Regions from separate parts of the Ovis aries genome. Here region 1 is linked to region 2. Evidence: chromatin contacts called from public Hi-C data. All regions are on one chromosome and are shown on one strand. The core of a region is the stretch at or near the end of the contact, and the rest is flanking DNA. Distances in the headings are between cores, read along the strand shown. Region 1 overlaps FAM83F (family with sequence similarity 83 member F). Region 2 holds the start of ENTHD1 (ENTH domain containing 1).

Region 1 (5,491 bases), core at 1,305-3,804, 150 kb before region 2:
TAGGAAGGAGTCGCCAAACATTTACAAAAAATTTTTTACCCCAAACTAATCGGTCAAGAAAGGTTTGGGACTTTTGAACAACCAGTTAAGACGGTGGCCCTATTGCAGGCTTGCAAGTAACAAACGCCAAGAGCTGGGGTGGGGTGGGGTGAGCGGGCACCGAGGAGCTCTGGCCCTGAACAGAGGGCGCCGCGTGGCATCTCTGGAACTATTCTTCCTCTTTCTTTGAGAAACTAGACCTGGAAACTTCTTCCAGGTGGACCAGGCTTTAACCTCACGTGCCAGCTGTATACTGTGCTCACTCAGTCGTGTCTGACTCTTTTGCAGCCCCATGGATTGTAACCCACCAGGCTCCTCTGTCCATGGGATCTCCCAGGCACAGGGATACTGGAGTGGCTTGCCTTTTCCTCCTCCAGGGGATTTTCCAGACCCAGGGATCCACCCTCTTCTCCTGTGTTTCCTTGCCTTGTCAGGCGGATTCTTTGCCCCTGAGGCACCTGGGAAAGCCTGTGTTGGGCTAACTACTCACCATTGAAAGTGGCCATTTTCCCGGGAGGGAGCAGGGGAAAGCATCAAGAAGAGAATGTCCCAGGAGGGAAATGCTCCCCACCCCCCACCCCCACCCACCCTCCGAGTCACACCACCAGAGGCATCAGCCCTTGTGGAGCTCTCCATCTATCTTAGCCACTGAGCTGAGTGCTTCACTCCGCCTGGCCTCAGCAGAATGGTACCAAGAGTATCCCCGTTGTACTCAGATGGATGCGGAGCAGCTTGCTGGGTCATTTAGCTGATGTGTGCCAGAGTGGGGAAGCCTGCCCCCTTTGCTCTGTCCTCTCACTGCCACAAGCCTCAGTGAAGATGACAGCAAGCAAGATGGGTCTCCATGCTAAATCTGCGAGGGACTCCCTTGCTCATCATTCATCCTCAGGCCTGGCATGCGGTAAATATCCACTGAATGAACAGATGAAAAAAGCCTTCCAGGTACCGCAGTGAAATGCCTTTCCTTGTCCAATCGCCCAGCTTCCAAGACCTCCAGGAGGAGATGAGCCAGGGAGTCCAGCTGCTCCTCGGGAAGTGAGGGCCCCCAGGCATGGTTCTTGGCTCTTAGCATGGGATGGGATGTGCTTTTCCCATGCTTGTGCCCAGAGGACTGTGGCCTCTGCAGGCATGCTGCCTGTTCTTGCCTTTCCTCCCTTCCTCCTCTAGGCTCCCCAGGCATTTGCTGACTTCCGTAACAGGTCCCAGTGGGTCTCCTACGACATGGACATCTGTCCCTAGAGCTGCTTTCTAGTGGCTGCAGACAAGTGGCTATCACTGGAAGAGACCGTGGGATGCAGTGACAGTGCCCTAGGAGGGTCTGAATAACCAGATTCGAGCCCTTGACTTGTTGGATGGCTGTGGACACATTTCCTCACCTCAAAGCCCATCTTCTCTGTTTTCGTGTCAGCCTTTGCAAGAAGCACGCAGACAGGGTTATTCCTGAGCAGCCGGAGAGGCCTGGAGACCTGGGCCATTGGGAGATGAAGACTGTCCACTGAGGACACAAGCTGAAAGGAAAAGCCTTCCCAGAGGATTTGATCAGGAAGGACTTCAAAGTCCTTAAGAAATTAAATTCTGTTTGGTTTCCCTGTCCAGTCTCAGGAGTCAGGAATAAGACTGAAAGGTCTAAGGGACTTCGCTGGTGGTCCAGTAGTTAAGACTTTGCTCTTCCAACACAGGGGACACAGGTTCAATCTCTAGTGGGGGAACTAAGATCCCACATGCCGTGCGTCAGAACCAAAAAAGAAAGACTGCAAGGTCATGGTCAATTCTGGAGCCTCTGACACCACCCACATGTATGAGCCTGACTTATTCTCTGTATCACATGGCTGTCAAGTGTTCAATCATCAAATGAGTCATTACTAAGCAGATACTGCAGATACGACGGTGAGGCAGAAAGACGGCGTCCTGTCTCCAGGCACAGAATGGGTGTGTATCATTTCAGGCAGCATAGAGTGGGGGAGTGGGAGGCAGGGCCTTCCTCATTTCAGAGCCGGGAGGGCAGAAGCTTCACAGAGGAGGGTTGAGTCAGTCAGACCTGTCCAACTTTTCAAAGCCTTCTGGCTGATCTAGTGATGCCCTCCTCCCTGCCTCCCCACCCCTGCGCCCCAGAGAACACGCCAGCATCCACCCCACCACTTCCTAAGGTGTGCGTCCTCTCCACCCTGGCCTGGCTCAGCTTCCTGAACCCAGGGTGCCTGTTCTGCACCACACCTCCTGCTGCTGCTGCAACAGCAGTGCAGACGATGACAGTGACAGCCGCTGGGTCCTCCAGGCGGGAGGGACGGGGCGCAGAGCCAGGCAATAAACTATACGCACAGCTCATGGCAGGGCTAATTAGCTGCTAAGGGGGCTTCGTCAATGTTTACTCAGAGCGTGTCACGGCACCCCAAGGAGCAGTCCTCACCAGCCCACGCGGAGGAGGGCGGATGTCTCTCTGCTGTCAGCCCTGGCTGCCTTTGGAGGTGGGGACGTGGCTGGGCAACACACAGGTAATGTCCAACGGTGCTGTCTGTGTAGGACTTTAACCAAGACTGAAGGAAGGGGAACAGACTGGGAGGAAACGTGGCAGGGCTGAGTGGAGTAAGACAGATATGGCACATAAACACACCTGTTCCGGGGAGTCCAAGGCGGGGACAATCTTAGCTAGGTAACTAGAATGAAGATGGAAGATGCTGTTATGTCAGTCACAGAAAGCAAAATCTTTGGCAAGTCAACCAGTCTCTGGGCCAAAGTGTCCTGTCAAACAAAAGGAATGGTTTTGCAGGAGATATGCCCAGGAAAGCAGCCCAGGGAGGAGGAGCACGTGGCCTTTTCAACTGAGCTCAAAGAGCTCTTTTTCAACTGGAATGATTTTAACCCCCAGGGACACTTGGCAACTTCCAGAGCTATCTTTTGGTGGTCTCACCTGAAGGGTGCTGTGGCTTCCCTGGGGACTCAGACAGTAGAGTCCGCCTGCAATGCGGGAGACCTGGGTTCGATCCCTGGGTTGCGAAGATCCCCTGGAGGAGGTCATGGCCACCCACCCCAGTATTCTTGCCTAGAGAATTCCATGAACAGAGAAGCCAGGCGGGCTACAGTCCACGGGGCCGCAAAGAGCTGGATGCGACTGAGCAACTAACATACGCTTCCGCTGTGAAGGTGCTACCGGCAGCCAGCAGGGAGGCTGGGGCGCTGCTAGGCATTCTACCACGTGTAGGACAGACCCTCTCCCAGCAGAGAATCTGGGGTCCCAAGTGTTGCAGGCAGGAAACCCTGAGCCGGAGGAGCAGACTTGGGTCCGCGGTGCTGTGGGACTGTGAACAGTGTCCTCCTGGTCTGAAAAACGCAAGCGGTTAAGAGCTGAGTTGCTTATCACACAACTTTGTGAGGCTCAGTCTCCAGAACGAGAGGCCCCAGGCTCACAATGGGAAAACTTCCTGTTCACTTTGCAAAGGGCCTTTCCCTGAATTTTTTCTTAGTTCAAAACCTGTAAGTGTGGGACTTCCCTGGTGGTTCAATGGCCAAGATTCTGCCACCCCAATACAGGGGCCGGGGTTTGATCCCTGGTCAGGGAACTAGATCCTATACTGCAACTGAAGATCCTTCAGGGGCGGGGGGGGGGGGGGGGGAAATCCTGCATGCCGCAACCAAGACCTGGCACAGCCAAATAAGTAAATAAATATAAAAAAGAAATGACGAGACCCTGGGGTAACTGAAGCACCTGGCACGGTGACTGGCATATAGGAGGTGTTCATAAGTTAAAAAGAGAAAAAAAAGTCACAGCAAAAAGAAAAAACAGCCCCCACCCTACTTCTGGTCCCATTTCCTCCCTATCTCAAGGCTGCCCTCTTGGTCTAGCCTTTCTATTAGGGTCCATACAGGCGCAGAGTAGTGCTGTTGGCTGAGACCATCTCAAAAGCGCCCCTGAAGGATCAGGGCTAAACAGACCCTGAGGATGGCTGACAAGGGACACTGGGAAGTTTCGCCAAATGTCAAGGGCAAGCCCCCCACCCCCAACCCCCGTGCAGGGGTCCCACCTTCTCGCTCCAATGGGGCGAGGCCTCAGACCTCAAGCGCCTCTGCTCCCCCCACGAGGTTGGCCTCTCAGGGGGCTGTGCCGGTTGGTGGCACTCAGTTTACAGACACTGCACTCTGACAGTGGGCAGCTTGGCGATCAGGGTGAGGTGGGGGCCATGAAGCCAGGCCCCGTACCCAGAGCACTGTTTCTTCCCCATTCCTCCCAGAGTCCTTCTGACGTCACCAGCCTTCTGGAAGCTGCTGCAGAGGGACCAAGGGCATGATCCATCCTTGAACCTACCGTCCAGCTGGGAAGGCCAGATGTCCCCTTGAGATTTGATGACAGAGGGGATATTTCACCAAGTGTGCACAAATACTGGAACCGAGAAGCTGAGAGGCAGAATGGAAGGGCTGAAGCTCAGGCAGACAAGCTGCTTTTAGGACTCCAGGGTCCTCAGCTATGAGCCCGGCTCACCCGAACCTCTGTAAGGACGGGGAGAGGTGTCCCGTCACAGGCCAGCATTCTTCCCAGGACACTGCGCTGCATCCTCCTCAACACGTGGTCTCCCACCCCGCTTGGCTTCTCTGAAAAGAGTGAGAACCACCCTGGGCTGGCTCAGCGAGAAGCTGGGGCAGGACGGACGGCCTGGCTCAAGGCTGCAGAGACTTGGGACTTCCAGTCTGGAGCCTCCTGCATGTCAGGGGAGGGGAGGGAACTGGGCCTGCTTTGGGTGGGAGACAGGAAAAAGATTTGGTGGGCTTAGCTCAGCTAGTAAAGAATCCGCCTGCAGTGAGAGAGGCCTGGGTTCAATCCCTGGGTTGGGAAGATCCCCTAGAGAAGGAAAAGGCTACTCACTCCAGTATTCTGGCCTGGAGAATTCCCTGCACTGGATAGCCCATGGGGTCGCAAAGAGTCGGACACGACTGAGCGACTTTCACTTTCACTTCTTCTTGTAGGGGAGGTACGGCAGCCCTTGGTGCAATCGCTTAGGAGCCAGTCCCTTCCTCTGGCCTCCAGAGGTGTCCACTCTGCCCACCAAGGGCGCTCTCTCCCCACAGACACTTTGAGCTGAGGTGTAGCCCCCTCCCTGCTCCTTTCCCCTCTAGAACAAGCAGGGCCATGTCGCCAGGGCTTGGTGCATAAGGAAACAGTTCCCAGGAAGTGTTTAATCCTCACACAAGCTCAGGGAGTGGGGTGATCAGGTCCCTCGGCCCCATACCCACCACGGGAACCAGGTCCTCCCTTCCTTCCCCTGCCCCTCCTCCCGCCCCCCTGGGAGGCCAGGCTCCTCTCAGAGGATGCTCGGGGCTCCCCTGCTCCCCCTGCCGGTGTCTACGCCACCCGAGCACCTGGACCCTCCCCAAGGTGCTGCCGGTGCCCAGGGTTTTGCAGAAGGAAAGAGGTGAGGACAAGAGTTTGGCTCAGAAGTAGGAGGCTGGGAGAGGCTGAGCG
Region 2 (5,828 bases), core at 258-2,757:
CAGTACATCGCTGCATTGAGTGAGCTTGGTAGAGGGCAAAAAAGGACAATAGAAAAAGAAAACCCTCATGATTGAAAATTTTAATAGCTTATTGAAACACATTGTAAGTTGAGTTTTCACTGTAGAAGTGAGTCAGATGAAAATGTCTGTATTCAAAGTGCAAACAGGAGAGAAAATCAGAAAATTGTAAAAACGCACAATTTCTCTTTTTCTGTCTACGGTTGATGATGGTCTCTTTAGGAGAAATCTTAATTAAACAGATACATTTTCTATCTTATTTATTTGAGAATGTGTTGCACTTTTACCCAAAACAAAAATGATTACTTATTCTCTTATTTTTTAAAAAAGAAGTGATAGTTTATTTAGGTTGCTTCTGAAAATTATGTCTTCTTTAAATACATAGAAATTAATCAAGCCTGAGCTAAAAATTAGAAGGTCAAGGAAGAGAAACAAAACTAAAAATAGCAAGTACATTTTTTATGGATTTTTAGCATTTTTCTTTAGTATGTGTGCAGTTTCTCTAGTAAAATCTGATTATAGATTGTTGATGCTCATCAGGGAATATTTTTCTAAAGCTGAGTAAAGAAAGTAATTTAACCTTTCCTTCAACTTACCAGCCTTACCAGGACTAAAATATTGGTTTAGGGCGCCGTGGGTTACATGTGGAGTCCACTGAGGACAATTTCTTAATAGCTGATGATCCTCCCTTCTTTTAGATTAACAAGAAAACAGACCATATTTGGATTTGATTCTAATGACTTGTAAGTTCTGAAAAGGATAGAACCAAAGGTCAGTTGATGATTGTAAGACTCAGTTTTCACTTGATTAGTCGCAGGACACAGCATATTTTTATGTGACAACAAATCTTGAGATGTCACAGTGCAAGTTCCATTTTCTTGTCCACTGTCCTTGTAATGCTTTATAATAATTTTATTTCTGGCCAAAGAGGTTCAGGGATACTTTTTTTTTTTTTTTTAATTTTTGACTGTGCTGGGTCTCTGTTGCTGCACCGGGCTTTCTCTAGTTTTGGTGAGAGGGGGCTATTCTCTAGTTGTGGCGCCTGGGCTTCTCATTGCAGTGGCTTCTCTTGCTGTGGAGCACGGGCTCTAGAGCGTGCAGTCCTCAGTAGTTGTGATACATGGGCTTACTTACCTTGCAGAATGTGGCATCTTCGCAGACCAAGGATCGAACCCATGTCCCCTGGCATTGGCAGGCAGATTCTTAACCGCTGGACCACCAGGGAAGTCCCAATGATACTTTCAATGGAAACTTTTAGGTCTCGAAAGACCACTTATGTTTCTGTAAATAACATAGGCTAATCCCTCGTGAGATATTTTCCCATATTGATCCTAGGAACATTTATATGGTCCCCTCAGTTTTCACTGACGTACGTGAGGCGCTGATTTGGAAACTACAGCTAGATTTTTCAGACTGAATTGCTCTTCTGGAAACTTTTTAAAAATATTTAACTTATTTTTTTCATGTATTCCTTTGCAGAAAATTGATGCCTTGTCAAGATGGAGATTAGTCATTTGTATTTGGGAGCAGCAGACTTGGGGGCCAACTACTTCTCAAGGGTTCTGTAAACCAGTGACACAAACAACTATTCTGTTGCTTTCATCCCCCGTCTCACCTTCAGATTTGTCTTACCTATGGCATTCAGGAGGCAAGTGAAAAACTTTGTGAAAAATTACTCAGATGCTGAAATAAAAGTCAGGGAAGCAACTTCTAATGACCCTTGGGGTCCTTCCAGTTCTCTAATGTTAGATATCAGCGACCTGACTTTCAACACAATTTCTCTCTCTGAAATTATGAACATGCTATGGCAGAGACTCAACGACCACGGGAAGAACTGGCGCCATGTGTATAAATCCCTTACCCTAATGGATTATCTCATCAAGAATGGATCAGAGAAAGTTATTCAGCATTGCAGAGAGGGGTACCGTAACCTTCAAACGTTAAAAGATTTTCAACACGTAGATGAAGCTGGAAAAGATCAAGGTACCAGATGAAGAAGTTTATACAGTGTGCTAGTAAAGAGTAAGAGTGTGGGAGGGGGTTACTTTAAAGCAGAGGATGGGGAAAAGTAGTTCTTAAATGTAGGCGCTACTTTTCCTCTGGGACAGTTTGGGTTTCCTGTTTAATCCTTTGTGTTGACTCTTGAGTGCCTTTGAAAACAATGTATATATATTTTTCAAAATGATGTGTGAAACTAACACAGTTAGGTGCCTGATAAAAGGACACGTCGTAGACAATGAACATAAAAGAGAGATCATGTAGTATTCATCTTTCTCAGCCTGACTTATTTCACTTAGCATAATGCCCTCAAGGTCCATTCATGTTGTCGCACAAGGCAAGATTTCATTCTTTCGGACCTCAAGGGCATTATGCAAAATGAAATAAGTCAGACAGAGAAAGACAAATATTGTATGATTTCTCTTACATGTGGAGTTAAAAAAAAGAAAAGTTTATAGGTACAGAGAACAGATTAGCAGTTGTCAGAGGCGGAGGGAGGGAAGAAAATGTGTGAACTATTTTTGTTTTAGTCTAAATAAATTGATTTAAAAAATAAAGTGAAAAAAAAAGCAAACCAAGACAAGTACACCAAAAAGATAAAAAGTGGAACTTGAGTTCCTGCTTAATTTACATATGACAAAATAGCAATGAATAATTTTCCATGAGCAAGCTTGATGATTGAAGTCAAAGAACTATGTCCTTGGAGTAAATGTGTTATTTAAGGGAGCTAATCCAAACTATTACCCCTGGTACCATTTTATAAAGATACAGGATATCATATTAAGATTTCTTTCATGAGTTAAAAGCTCAGAGTCTGTTATCAAATAGGGTTTTCTTTCAACCTGGGGTTGAATCCTGACTCTGCTGCTGCCTAACTGTATATACTAAGGTAATTTATTAGGTTACCTGAGGCCTCAGTTTAGCTCTCTGTGCATTGGGATAATAACAATGTCTGTCTCATAGGATGGTTGTGAGGAGTGTAAATATGTTTGCCTAGTTCTCCCCAGAGGATGTCAGCTCCATGAGGGCAGGGGCTTTGTCTACCTTGCCCATTGCTGGTTCTCAGCAGAAGAGGCACCATCAACATTTATTTGTTGAGAGAGATAATAAATGGAAGAAAGAATATGCAGTGGTCCCAATTTTGTTTAAAAAATTATATTTATGTATATGAGGTTTATTATATAAGAGTTTAACAAGTGGTCCTGGTAGGACTAGAGATGATTTTTTTTTTTAATTTTGCTGTTGTGTTTTTTTGTTTGTTTTGGCTGCTCTGCACGGCCTGCAGGATCTTAGTTCCCATGCTAGGGATCAAACCTGCACCTCCTGTAATGAAAGCTTGGAGTCTTAACCACTGGAGTGCCAGGGAAGTCCCTAGAGATGATTTTTATTTTGTTTTATATAAACTTGTATATTTTAAAACACAGTGTATAATTAGACCAAATAAAACTAACATGGCCATGTGAAAAAAAAAAAGAACAAAGTGAATAAACCAAGAGGCATGACAACTTAATATAATAATGTCACTGTAATTATAATTAGACTGGAATTTAGTCATAAGTGTGGTAAACTGTTTCCAAAGACTATGGACTCTTCAGAAACTATGATGGGAGTAGTTTCGTGAATACAGAAAATTAGGTCATGAAGTAATATTGTCGGGGGTGGAAGAGAAGTAGGGAAAGGCTGCATAGGCTATTGCGCTGGGATGATTCAGTAGTGCCTGATATTGTTCTGCGGTGGTAAAGAATCAGCACTTCCTCCCATCTAAAGTCAAATTATAATTTGTTGAAGTAATAGCCTTATGAATCATGAGAAGAGGATAAAATTCAGTGCAGTCTCTGTTAAGTATACCTTTTAAAAATAGAGTCTTTTTTAGAGCAGTTTTAGGGCTACAGAAAAATGATGCAAAAAGTAGAGCTCCCACGCCCTTCCCCACCCACACGTGGCCTCTCCTGCTAACATCTTGCACTAGTGTTGCACATTTGTTACAGTCACACCAGTACTGATACATTAGTATTAACTAACAGTCCTCGGTTTACCCAGAGTGTTCTGCAGTTCTGTGGGTTTTGCATGGTGCTATGTGTCTGGCACTCCAGCACTGCGCAGAATAGTTTCCCTGCCTTGAAAGTGCCCTGTGTTCCACCTGTCCATCCTTTCTCCCCTGCCTTGAGCCCTTGGCAGTCACTGTTCTTTCTATTGTTTCTGTACTTTTGTTTTTTCCAGGTTGTCATATAGTTGGAACCATTCCATATGTAGCTTTTTCAGAATTTTTTTTTTCTCTTAGCAATATGCTTTTAAGATTCTTCTATATCTTTTATAGCTTGAGAGCTGATTTCTTTCTTTCTTTTTTTTTTTTTACTTTAAAAAACAGCTTCCTTGAGACAAAATTCATACACCATACAGTTCACCCATTTAGAGGTCACAATCCTATGACTTTTGGTGTATAATTAATTTTTAAAATTGAGATAAATGTAACATAAAATTTGCCATTTTAAGTGTGTGATTCAGTGGCATTCGTTACATTCACACTGTGGCACAACCATCACCACTGTCTGTTTCCAAACTTTTTCATCACCTCAAACAGGAGCTCTGTAACCATTCAGCAGCACTCCCCATGCTAACCTCTAATCTACTTCTTCTCTCTCTAATTTTGCTTATTTTGGGTGCCTCGTAAAGTGGAATCATGGAGTAGTTGTTTGTGTGTGTCTAGCTTGTGTCACTTACCATGTCCGCCAAGTTCAGCCATGTGAGAGGATGTAGCCGAACTTCATTCTTTTTATACTGACTCACATTAATTTGTGGGTACTTAACCACCTTTTGTTCATCTGGTCATCTGCTAATGGGTTCTTGGTTGTCTTCACCTTTTGGCTACTGTGAATAATGCTGCAGTGAACTCCAGTGTACAGGTTACCAGAGTCCTGCTTTCAGTTTCTTTCTTTCGGAAAGTATACTTAGGAGCGGAATTGCCGGGTCATGTGGTAAGTCAATATTTAGCTTTTTGAGGAACCACTAAACTGTTTTTCTTAGCAGCGGCACCATTTTACATTCCCACCAGCAGTGTATTAACAGGAGGATTGCTGTTAACATCCTTGGTAATCCTGTTATTGTTTCATCTTTTTTGTTATAGCCATTCTGCTGGATGTGAAGCAGTATTACTATCTTACCGTGGTTTTAATGTACAGTTTCCTGAAGACTAATGATGTTCAGCATCTTCTCACGTCTTCGTTGGGCCATTTATATGTCTTCTTTAGAGAAATGTCTATCCAAATTCCTTGCCCATTAAAAAAATTTTTTTTCTGAGTTTTTAAAGAGTTCTTTATATATTTTGGATATAAGACCTTTATCTAGATAGGTGATTTGCAGGTATCTTCTCCCATTCTATATAGATTGTTTTTTTCCTTTCTTGATTAAATTTTGAAAAAGTCCATTTTATCTGTTTTTCCTTTGGTTGGTTGTATTTTGTGTCATAAGTAACAACTCATTGCCTAGTCTAAAGTCACAAAGATTTACACCTATGTTTTCTTATAAGAGTTTTGTAGTTTTAGCTGTTATATTTATCTTGGGTCCACTTTGAATTAATTTTTATATATGGTGGGAGGTAGAGATCCAAACTCATTCTTTTATACCCAGTTGTCTCGCTACTGTTTGCTGAAAAGAGTATTCTTTCCTCACTGAATTATATTGACATGCTTACAGAAACCAATCAACCGTAGATATTTGGGCTTACTTCTGTACTCTTAATTCTGTTCCATTGATCTATTCATCTATTCTTATGCCTGTGTAGCTTTGTAGTAAGTTTTGAAATAAAGGAATAT

Evidence for each region. A called contact is a pair of places that touch in the nucleus more often than the background predicts.
Region 1: a Hi-C map of mixed tissues shows a contact between it and region 2, with 3 times the contacts expected there. The contact joins the enhancer-like site here to the promoter of ENTHD1 in region 2. A contact is called at or near these places in 10 of 16 Hi-C or Micro-C datasets (blood, hypothalamus, liver and 4 more).

Annotation. Positions count from the first base shown.
Region 1 is chr3:217,210,309-217,215,799 of ARS-UI_Ramb_v3.0, reverse strand. FAM83F (family with sequence similarity 83 member F) reads right to left here. Exons shown (of 5, transcript XM_012175687.4): 5 at 5,172-5,491. Among named protein-coding and RNA genes, the nearest start is that of TNRC6B, 11 kb to the left of the region's middle. Within about 2 kb of position 2,554, at least 6 of the 54 cell types and tissues checked have an H3K27ac peak or open chromatin away from gene starts, as enhancers often do.
Region 2 is chr3:217,063,606-217,069,433 of ARS-UI_Ramb_v3.0, reverse strand. It overlaps ENTHD1 (ENTH domain containing 1), which reads left to right and starts at 1,507. Exons shown (of 6, transcript XM_027965865.3): 1 at 1,507-2,001. The coding sequence starts at 1,653.